Linked DNA regions of Zea mays: all the other regions are linked to region 1. Evidence: chromatin contacts called from public Hi-C data. All regions are on one chromosome and are shown on one strand. The core of a region is the stretch at or near the end of the contact, and the rest is flanking DNA. Distances in the headings are between cores, read along the strand shown.

What was found. Hi-C and Micro-C count contacts between places; a contact is called where the count stands out from the background.
Region 2: a contact with region 1 is called in a Hi-C map of endosperm, with 3 times the contacts expected there. The contact joins the promoter of LOC103640777 here to the promoter of LOC100278089 in region 1. A contact is called at or near these places in 2 of 25 Hi-C or Micro-C datasets (ear and endosperm).
Region 3: a contact with region 1 is called in a Hi-C map of endosperm, with 3 times the contacts expected there. The contact joins the promoter of LOC100384853 here to the promoter of LOC100278089 in region 1. A contact is called at or near these places in 2 of 25 Hi-C or Micro-C datasets (bundle sheath and endosperm).

What each region holds. Positions count from the first base shown.
Region 1 is chr10:6,809,022-6,812,639 of Zm-B73-REFERENCE-NAM-5.0, forward strand. LOC100278089 reads right to left here and starts at 1,922. Exons shown (of 4, transcript NM_001151481.2): 1 at 1,553-1,922; 2 at 1,360-1,464; 3 at 772-943; 4 at 1-44. The coding sequence starts at 1,831.
Region 2 is chr10:6,195,215-6,198,832 of Zm-B73-REFERENCE-NAM-5.0, forward strand. LOC103640777 (protein FAR1-RELATED SEQUENCE 5-like) reads left to right here and starts at 2,048. Exons shown (of 5, transcript XM_008664261.4): 1 at 2,048-2,435; 2 at 2,589-2,673; 3 at 2,757-3,618. The coding sequence starts at 2,398.
Region 3 is chr10:6,253,080-6,256,697 of Zm-B73-REFERENCE-NAM-5.0, forward strand. It overlaps LOC100384853, which reads left to right and starts at 1,552. Exons shown (of 20, transcript NM_001362566.1): 1 at 1,552-2,194; 2 at 2,304-2,365; 3 at 2,759-2,862; 4 at 2,973-3,054; 5 at 3,147-3,206; 6 at 3,331-3,385. The coding sequence starts at 2,044.

The DNA.
Region 1 (3,618 bases), core at 672-3,171:
CGGCCTGCTCCCAGTCCCAGCCCACGGCTTTGTCGCTGCCCCACCTGCGGAAACCAAACCACGTCAGGGTATCCCGTAACTGTAACCTTCATTATGGCTGCTGATTGCTGTGTGATCTCGTGATTCTCTCGGCAGTGAGCCAGTGATGCTGCTGCTGCTACAAGAAGCGTGGCTGCGGGTTAAGGAGTAGGCGGCCAGCTGGTATAGTAATATCCAAGAGATATGTGTCTCTATCAACTATCATCGCCAATCGCCATTGCAACACGGCAAAGCAGTTTCTTTTTCGTTTTTTTTAGAAATGAGATTATTTCCTGCTAATACCCTCGCCCGCGGGCCATAGCTACAGCCACGCCATGCATGCCACGCACCCGGGCCCGCCAGAGTCCAGACCCACTACTGGCATTGCCATCAGAAAGTACAGGGGGGGCCCCACGGCATGATCAGGTGCTAAACAACTTTCTCTCCCTGGCTGCAGCCAAGACAGACACAGCAGACTACGGCCAAAAGCACCATCAGTAACATCACGTACGGGTACGTACTGGTACAAGAAAACCCGGTGCGTGTCTGGCTGCTGCCGCCATTAACGCCTCACACCGCTCAAGAACGCACGCAAAATCTCGGCGCAGCACAGCACCGCAAGTCGCCAAGTATGATCGAGCATTTGCAAGAACCAAGACGTCTACCGGAGACATCCGTCCGTCCATCCCTTCCACGCGGCACAGAGCGATGGAAAACATGGATTGGCAAAGGGAATGCGAGTGCTCGCGTTACCTTTGGCGGTGGCCGGGGGAGCGGCCGCGTAGCGGTACGCCTCGATGCGCGGCAGGAACACGCCGGTGCCGCCGCGCAGGTTGGCGGGCGGCGGGACGTGGCAGGGTAGAGCAGCAGGGGGCAGCACCGGGTAGTCCAGCACGCCGCCGTGGTTCACCAGGCCGCTCCCGACCTGCGACGACGACGACGAGGAAGGGCAGCAGCAGGGGTAAGCATCATCAGCCATCCAACACAAATGCCTAACACGAACACCAACACTCAGCACAAAAAATGAACTCCAACCCTATGTATGGCGTGTTCATGATTATTAAGCCAATGATAAGGATCATTACTTTCCAAAGGGGAAACAGGTTCGCTTTATTGCGAGAGATAGTTACCACCAGCTGTCATTTTGCAGACAATCAGCGGCGGCGGCGGCGGCGGCGTGGTTCCAAAACAAAACAGAAACGGAAAAAAAACGAAACAAAAAAACACCGCCGAGCATTCTGCCAAACACGGCGCTCCACCCAGCACGAAAACAGAGAAAGAGGCAACAAAGGGGGGGAGTGGCGGCGGCGAGCGGGATCCTGGCTGGTGTTGTTTCCTCACCTGCCAGTGGAGCTGCGGCGGGTACGGCACGAACGGCCAAGACACGGCGCCGCCGCCATTGGTCTCGCCGCAGGACACGACGACGCTACCTTGCAGCCCGCAGACCTGCGACCAGATGTCCGTGTCAGGGCCAGGCGGCCCAGGCCGAGAAAACGCGCGGAGAACACAAGCTAGAGCACAACCACTCACTCACCTTCGCGCCGTAGCACGGGGCAACGGCCGCCGCGGCGGCGGGCGGAGCCGCGGGCGTAGGCGGCGTCGGCGGCGGGCCGAGCGGCCACGCCTTGGCGCCGCCGCCGAGGATGCCGGCGAGCTGAGCCGCGAGCTCCTCCACGGCGGCGGCGGCGGCGGCCTCGGGCGGGGTCTCGGCGCCGACGGCCTCGGGGTCGGCGATGCCAATGTCGGCGAGGATCTCCCGCGGCAGCCAGCGGCGGTGGAAGTCGTCCGACTCGGGCGGGAAGCAGTCCGCCATGAGGGAGGGAGGGAGGGAGAGGGCGCGCACTGGCAGGCAGGCAGGCGGGCGACGGACGAGCGAGCGAGGGAAAAGAAGCGGGTGGAGAACTGGAGATGGAAAAGCGGGGGGTGGTTCTTGTAGGCGTGGCGGGGAGGAGGTGGGGGCGGCCTGTGTGGGGCCGGACGGGCTGCGGCCTGCGGGCGGAGGCCGCTGTCGTCGGGTGTCGTGGGTTTCGTGGAGGGGCAGGACGGGGATTTTCCGCCGCCTCTAGTGTAAAACCGGAGATGGGGGAGCGGTTTTCTTGTTTTTTCCGATCTGGCGCAGTGTGTGTGTGTTTCCGATCTGGCCCATGCCTGCCAGCCGCGAGGTCTTCTTGTACTTCGCTGTTCCTGCGTTCGGCATGGGTTCCATGGTGAATGAATTTTGAGCGCGGCAGCTATATTTGGGCTCTCGGAAGAGGGCTAAAACACGCGGTGCTCGTTGCGAAATGAGAGAGGTGGGTGGCTCCGTGAAGAATCTTGTTCGTAAATAGGTGTTTAGCGCGTGGATTATTGTGAGTGTCTGATTGCTCAAGGGGCCACGTAGCTAGATGAGGGTGTGCTCTAACTATAGCACAGTGTAAAAATGGCATCGGTAACATTTAGCACAACATCTACAACGTACACGTCGTCGACATTTCGAGCATCCAGCGTATATATGGGAAAAAGTGTGAATGAGAAGGAAGTTGGGAGGTGTGTGAATGAAGAGGAGATTGGTAAACAGAAATGGTTTGCCGGTTAAGGTGCTTTGAGTGTAAATGTCGAGCATGTTGGTCTTGTTGGATAGCCAGCAATATCGCACTCACTCGACTCGAGTGTTCGGGACTATTTGGTTGCCGTACCAGAACTTTGTCTAGCACAGGCAACCATCGTATACATCATTTTTCGTCTCTGTTAGACAACATCCAAGTAGTCACTTCACGCGTTACTTCCCTTTTTTCGAAAGAAATCTGGAAAGCTACAAAAACCGTTGCGGTTATTGTGTTTTTTTTTCGTGTGTGACCGATTTAACGTGTTCGTTCGCCGCGTTTACGTTTCCAAGTGTTTTGAATGGTGTTTTCGCCTTTTAGAGAATCCAAGGAGGGTCCTCGGAGAAGCAATCGACATGTTCTACAGATCCAAGTCTCTATCTATTTTAAAATTCTTTTCTCCCTGTCATTTCTCCTCCGTAGAGCTAGTTTGGCAACTTGACGTGGTTAACATGAGACAGCAAGCAAAACGAGGGAGAGGATCTTTTTTTCTTTCGCATTCTAATCCCCTCTCTCCGAGTGGAGGAGATTTCACATGCGGGTTATATTTCCATGCGACTGTTTGAAAGTATGAAGTTATGGGATAGGTAAATAATGGGATGTATTGCAAAAAATAAAAACACATATTGCATTAATTACTTCTTCGTGGTAGCTCTAGGCTTCCCTGGTGTGCATCTATGATTTTAAGGGCTCCCGGACAAACTAGACAGTAGACTCTTTAGGCTATTGTTTAAAAAAATTCACATAACTGAAAGAGATAATAGTACTAAATATATGTTTATATATAATTTTAGAAAACAATGTGCATATTATAAACTAAAAGGACCAAAAAAATATTTTTTTGCCGGCTGGATCGATTTTATACAGCAGTTCATCGTATATAGATAGAAATTTTAGGCCCCTTTCTGGCTTGGGCTTCCGGCCGTTGCCCCTCTAGCCTAGGCTCTCTGCGGGGCCTGTCTAGCAGTCTAGGAAAGTATTGGCCTATTTGGTATGTCTCTTTTTAAAATAAAAAGGC
Region 2 (3,618 bases), core at 798-3,297, 610 kb before region 1:
TGCAAGCTTTGGTTGTCTTATGCGGTTAGCAAATATAAATCTAATTCCTAAATTTAACTTGGTCAAAAAGTCTAAGTGCCATGTGTGTGTTGAATCAAAACAACCCCGCAAGCCTCACAAGGCTGCTGAGGCGAGGAGTTTGGCACCTCTAGAACTTGTTCATTCTGATCTGTGCGAGATGAATGGAATTTTGACCAAAGGTGGTAAAAGATACTTTCTCACTTTTATAGATGACTCCACTAGATTTTGCTATGTGTATCTCCTAAAAACAAAAGATGAAGCGTTCAATTATTTTAAGACCTATAAAGCTGAAGTTGAGAACCAACTTGAGAGGAAATTAAAACGGTTAAGGTCTGATCAAGGTGGAGAATATTTCTCTAATGTGTTCAATGAGTTCTGCGTGGAACATGGTATTATTCATGAGAGGACACCACCATTCTCACCACAATCCAATGGGATTGCTGAAAGGAAAAACCGCACTCTAACAGATTTGGTGAATGTCATGTTGAGTACAGCGGGATTATCCAAGGCATGGTGGGGTGAGGCGATTTTGACAGCGTGTCATGTCCTGAACAGAGTTCCAACAAAGAACAAAGAGATCACACCATTCGAGGAATGGGAAAAGAGAAGATTAAATCTCTCATATTTGCGCACTTGGGGTTGCTTGGCTAAAGTGAATGTGCCAATCAACAAAAAGCGTAAACTTGGGCCTAAAACTGTTGATTGTGTATTTCTTAGGTACTCCTTTCACAGCACTGGGTATAGGTTCTTAATTATAAAATCTGATGTGCCTGATATGTATGTTGAAATCTGAAAATTGCACGCGACACATACACAGAGAGCCTAGAGATCAGAAACCATGCATCTGGAAACTCATGCCAGGAAAACTAGCCTAGAGACTCTGACCAGAAAGCACGACTTAATTGTTGGGCGCTAGCAGAAATCGTCAAACCGATCGGTCGAGGTGTCCTCGCACTCGCAGAACCCAAAACGGAAACGACAGGTGCCCAGGTCGATGGATCGGTTGGACCGGGAACGGAGAATCCGCACGAAGCACTCGTACAAGGCCCGAGTCCAAACGGTACAGCAAAGCAAATTGTCGACGCTGGACTGGAGTGTCGCAGGACCCAATTGCCCAAACTCCCAAAGGTCCTCATGGGCATGGCACGTCTACCCCCGAAGCTTCTCCCGGCTCTGGCGTGCTCCGGGAATCAAACACAACCGATGATGACGACCCGCCCCGGCGCGCCCGGCCTTGGATGATGAGCCGTTCTCCGCACGTTTCCTATGCCCAAAAGAAGCCGGCATCATCGTTCATCGACCTCTCGGCTACTATTGTATAGCTATGCTACGATATGATTATATATATATAGGAGTGACTTTGTGTCCACTCTAAGCTTAGCTTGCGTTCCATTATTTTACTTGTTTCCACCATGCCGATCTACTACTTGGCACAGATGGTCGCATTACTTTTAATACTCTATTAGGGTAGTCACTATGTATTAAGAAAAACTAGAAACTAGTTTCTTAGAATATCATATTCCAGATACCATCAGCCAGTTTTCTCTGTCCGTAAAATAGCATAATTATTTATGTAGCGAAAAAAAAACAGTTATTCAAAGTTCATACATTGCCTTCGCAGCTCCACCCATTTTGCACCCAGCCAGGTCGTCTCTGCTCTGTAGCGTACCGTTTCCACTCCCACTGCGTGACGTGGGTCACGCGCCTCTCGCGGCGCGCCGACGAACCGGTAAAACGGACAGAGACGCGCCGGGCACATGGCGGGCCACCGCTTCAGTTTCCAGCTGCCGATAGATGAAGCTTCGGTGGAGTTTTTTTTTTTGTGTTTGTGGGCAACACTACACGGGTATCCTGCCCTCTTTGGCTCTTTTGCCCCCCTCTTTCATTCGCAGAAGTGTAAAGCAACCTGCCCGCGCACCCACACCACACGCTACCCCCACCTCTCTCTCCTCTCGATATGTGGCCGGGCCCCACCGAATCATCCACCAGATGCCGTGAAGCGAACTCGACGTAGCGAGCAGAACAGACCGCCGCGAGGCTGACGGGAGATACCGCTCCGGACCCCACCGCGCAGCCGCCGTGTCGGTCGCTTCGTCGCCGTGGACCGCGGTGGTCGAACTAGTCGCCTACTCCCCCTCCCCACGAGGCCACGACCCAACCTGGGCCGAAAAAAATCCTGTGCGCGCGGTGCGCACAGAGAGCGGCGTGCGCACCCCCGCACATCGACGTCCGTCCGGGATCGGACGATCGCACCGCGCGCGCTCGCGATGCACTTCTGCTGCGCACGGCTCGGCTCCCGTCCGGTTCCCGGAATCGGCTCCTGGACGGACTCCATAGGGCTTCCTGGACAGCTTCGTCACGGACGGGAAAGGCGGCATGGCAGCTGTTCTGTCGCCGTCACCGTCGATCCTCAGGTAACTTCTGTGGCTGCTCCTCGCTTCATCGTGACCATTCATGTCTTGGTCATCGATCCATGTTGTTGCTCCCTGATCAAGGTCCTGTTGATCGATTATACATTGAAGTCTTAGGGTTTATTATTAGACCTCACGATCACTTCCTGATGTTAGATTAAATGCTCCTTCTTGGGATCGTGAAGAAGAGGAACAACAAATACCGCATGTTGGGTCAGTGGAGATTGAAGTACCAGCTGAGGTAAAATAAAAGTAACAAACTTCACATACTATATCTAATATTTTTTGTTATGTTAGACCTTTAATTGATAATTATTTGTGCAGAATGTGGTTGATAAATATGCACTGCTGGCACCTAAAGTTGGAATGACTTTTGATGGTGAGGAAAAGGCTTATAAGATGTACAATACCTATGCTGGATGTGTTGGGTTCAGTGTTAGAAAGTACAGGACAACGCGCCGCAAATTAGATGATAGTTTATGTCAGAAATATTTTGTTTGCAGTGGCGAAGGACAACGGAAAAATGAGGCATCACAAAAGGACATTACAAGGACCGGTTGTGATGCTCATGTCCAGTTTAGTATCAGCAAGGAGAATGTATGGACTGTGCAAAAGGTCATACTAGATCACAACCATTATCTTGCCAGTCCAAATAAGACACATAAGTTGAGGTCCCAACGAGAGATTATAGAGGCAGATAGAAAATTAATTGGGCAGGCACGACGATCTGGAATGAAGCCATCCCAAGTTTTCAGTTTCATGAAGGAGCATTATGGAGGGGAAGACAAAGTACCATTTACTAAGATGGATTGCTATAATGAAATTGGTCGCGAGCGCACACCGTACTTAGAAGCCAATGATGCACAAACATTATCTGAATATCTGAGAAATAAACAAGTCGAGGACCCAACATTTTTTTATGCAGTTCAAGTGGACAAGGAAACTGGTCATATAGCAAATTTCTTTTGGGCAGATGGTCAGTCTATCATGGATTACAAATGCTTTGGTGATGCTGTGTCCTTTGACACCACATTTCAAACAAATAAGTTTGAAATGCCTTTTGCTCCAATTCTTGGCACCAATCATCACAAGCAAACAATAATTTTTGGGTGTGCACTTATGTTCAATGAGACTATTCCATCATTTGTTTGGCTATTTCAGACCTTTCTAACAGCAATGTCCGGGA
Region 3 (3,618 bases), core at 302-2,801, 560 kb before region 1:
GTGGGGGAGGAATGTGATTCTAATAATCAAATGCCATTTAGTAAACTGCTCCATGTGCAGACGGTTAGTAAAGCAATGGTTTAGTTTGTGTTCTGGAATTATATTACTTTCTCCGCCCAATGGAAGGGTCCTGGATTTGACAGGGAGTAGGCGCAAAGAGATGACGAAGCGGATAAGATAGCCCCATTGACGCGGCACTGACACGTGACAGGGTGTGGTGCCGCCAACTACGGATTGCTCACTCACGCACGCATGTCATGTACGTACAGGATAATCGACGTCGATCGTGACTCGCATGTCGCATGGTGTAGTATAGTAACAACAGCACGAGGACATAAAAATAAAGGTCGCGTAGACAGGCTGAGACCAGCTAGCTGGGAGTGGAACGTGCCAGTCAACCTGACGCCTGACACCCCCCGTACGTCACTTGCACACAACATCTGCAATGTTTTTCGCCCTGGACGACCTGGCAAGGCCTGCCTGCGCCATCCACTCTCTCGGTTACTCATCCGGCGGCCTTAACGTTTCTTGGGTCCTGCGCGTCATCAAGCAACTGCAACAGTTTAGGACAAATCCCCCATCCCACCTTTTCGGTTTGTTTGAAAACTCAAAGGAAAGGTGAGATTGAGATGGAAATATCCGATATCTAAATTACTTGAGTTTCTAAACTAACGGTAGCTAGACCTCTCCTCGTCACCGCCCAAGTATGCCTAATAGTGAGCTAATCCTAAGTCCAAGCTCAAACCCACGCAGCCCCCCCCGACAAAATGGGTTAAGTTTCCTGGCTCTCGCTGCTGCTTTGGACCTGTTCAAATGTTAGATCGGATTGAGTTTGGTGGATTAAGGTTAGGCAATGGACCGTTTGGCACGACCCGCGCCCGTCCGTGCATAGAGGGACACAGGTCAGGTTGGTCCGTGTCTCTCTATTGATCAGTTTGAGTCCGTTTTTTCCTGTTAAGTCGAGTTTTTTTAGCTTTCATTTGAGTTATTTTTTTTTGCTCTGGATCGGGTTGGGTCGTCTTTTAAGTCTCACGGCTTGTACTTGTCTGTCGATTGCTATTGGCAAAAAAACTATAGTTCATACCCGATTATTGAAAAACTATAGTTCATACCCAATTATTGTATTAGTTGGATCGAGTCAATTTTTTCAGTATGGACTGAATCGGTCAGGTAAGATGACTCATGCTTAGATCAACCACTCGCTCTCATACACCACACTTCCTCACAACAAATTGTTTCCCGTCCATCGGCCACGCGACCGAGCCATGTAGTCTCCGACGCTAGTGGTGTACCGCGTACCGGTATCACACGTGTGGATGACGACCACGGGGATGCTATTCTGCGCTCTAAATCATTAATAGTAGGCTATATCTCATCTATTTCAATATTCACTCTCTAAATAGTGATTTTTATAGTGTAAAACCATGTTTTACTCCACCGCCAATGAACTAAAATAACTCCCATGTCAAATAAAAAAATTGAGCACCAAACGACTGCCCCCACGGGTAACTTTCATCCTCGCGGCCCCAATAGCAGGCCTAGAGCCTACGGCCCAGCGGCATCGCGGCGGGAAAACGAGGTGCTTTTCCCGCCAAGGCGCCCCTAAGCCCCACCGCCCCAGTCTTCGCTCCGGCCGCCCTTCCCCTTCCTCCCCAACACTCTCATCCCCGCAACAACCGCCTACCGGCCCGCGCGCGCTGTAGTCTCCGGCAGACACCAACAAGGCTCGTCACTCCCCTACCTCCCTCGGTACTCGCTCCGTCTCTCGTCTCTCGCTCGCGCATCGGCTGGGGGCACGGAGAACGGGAGGCGCGGAAGGTCAGAAGCGGCGGCCGGCGGCGCATCGGCCTCGCCCAGGCCTAGTCCCGCACGGTGCTCGGTCCTTCTCCGATTCTCCCACAGCCTCGCCCCCTCGCCCCTGCGCCCCTGCGCCCCTGCGCGTCCAGCGCCCCAACCCCAGCGGCCTGCGGCACTGATCCACAGTCCACAGACCCGGACACCGGCCGGGCGAGGATCCGCTGACCACGCAGCCTCCAACGCCGCATGGAGATCGTGCGCTCCCAGAGGCAGGTCGCCGCCGCAGCCAGTGGCGGCGGCGGCGGCGGCGCGGGGGCCCTGCCGACCTACAAGGCGGCGCCGCAGCTCGAGGTGCGGCTGGAGGAGTTCGAGCTCTTCGCCATCGACCGCCTCCGAGGTGCGGCTTCTTCCTGGCGAGAGAAATGCTTCCCGATCCCGCGTGGCTTCCTTCCGTTACTTCCCAGATCTTGCTAACTCGTTTCATTGCGTGCGCTGGTAACGAGCAGTTCTCAAGGGGATTTCGGATGGACTCTCGCGTGGGAAGAGGCCGGAGGAGATGGAGAAACTGGTGAGCGATTATCGCCTTTGCCGTTCATGGTCTTGGGGCCTTGGGGGGATGCAGGAGGGAACTATATTTGGAGCATATTTCTGCCTAAAATTTGGGTTTTGCCATCAGGAGTAGGCGAATGTTTCAGTGGTTTCAGTCTTGTGTATGTATTTGAAGGATCAACCTCTTTGTATGGTTTTGATTTCGCTAGAGAATATTAAGAGTGGCTAACTTAGGCCCCTTTGGATGTTAGTCTATTTTTTGTAGCTAGAATTGTTGCTTTCTCCTCAGAATCATACTGAATTAAGATAAACATGGAAGGTTTTGCAACCCTAGTTATGGACTCTATCGCATTCTGGCATTGCTCTAACTTTTGTTTTAAATAGAAATGTCTTGTTCTGTTCTGCACTTCAGGTCAGTGAATTGTGGAAGACACACATGAGGCACCAGGATCCAGCAGAGAATTTGAACAAGGATATAATATCGCACTTTGTGCTCCGTCTAGTCTACTGCAGAACGTAAGATTAATATTCATATGTTTATATTCGCTACATATATTAGCTACGGTTGTTCACTTGTGGTTCTTTTGACCAACTCACCAGAAAGCTGTATTTGATACGACACACAGGGAAGAATTGCGGAAGTGGTTTCTCTCCATGGAGACTACACTTTTTCGGTATCGCTTTCGGCTTGAGAGTCCTGAAACACAGGTGACTTCCTATCCATTTACCATAGAACTGACAAAGGAAAATAATATGCATTTATGCTTTAACTGTTGCTTGTTGCACATCATCTGTTTCAGAGGATGCTTATGACTGAGTTTCAATTGCCGTATAAAGCACTGCCATACTCAGAGTTTGAGGTATAGACTTTGGCCTCTAATAGAACTGCTGAGGACTTGGATCTTCATGCTTAACACTGTACAACTGCAGTTTTTGGCCTTTTCCTGTTTGCTTCGTGAAGTGATTTTTGTTTTCATGTTTTAGGCTGTGAAAGACAAATTGAGCCAAGTTGCACGTTCCATTGGTCAATCTGCCAGTGGTATGCATAATTTGATATTGCCACTGTCTTCGCTCAATTTATTGCAGAATGCTGTTCCAACTGGTTGTTAGTATCAGTTATAGAATAGGATGCTTCTCCATGATTTGTATTTTTGTGCATCATGTAAGCAGTTATTGTAAGGTAGTTTTTTATTTTTGCTATGTTGTTTCCCAAAGTCAGCTGGGCAGCTCAAAACTTTGTAATTAAAGCAGGTTGTGTGCAGTTGAAGAACC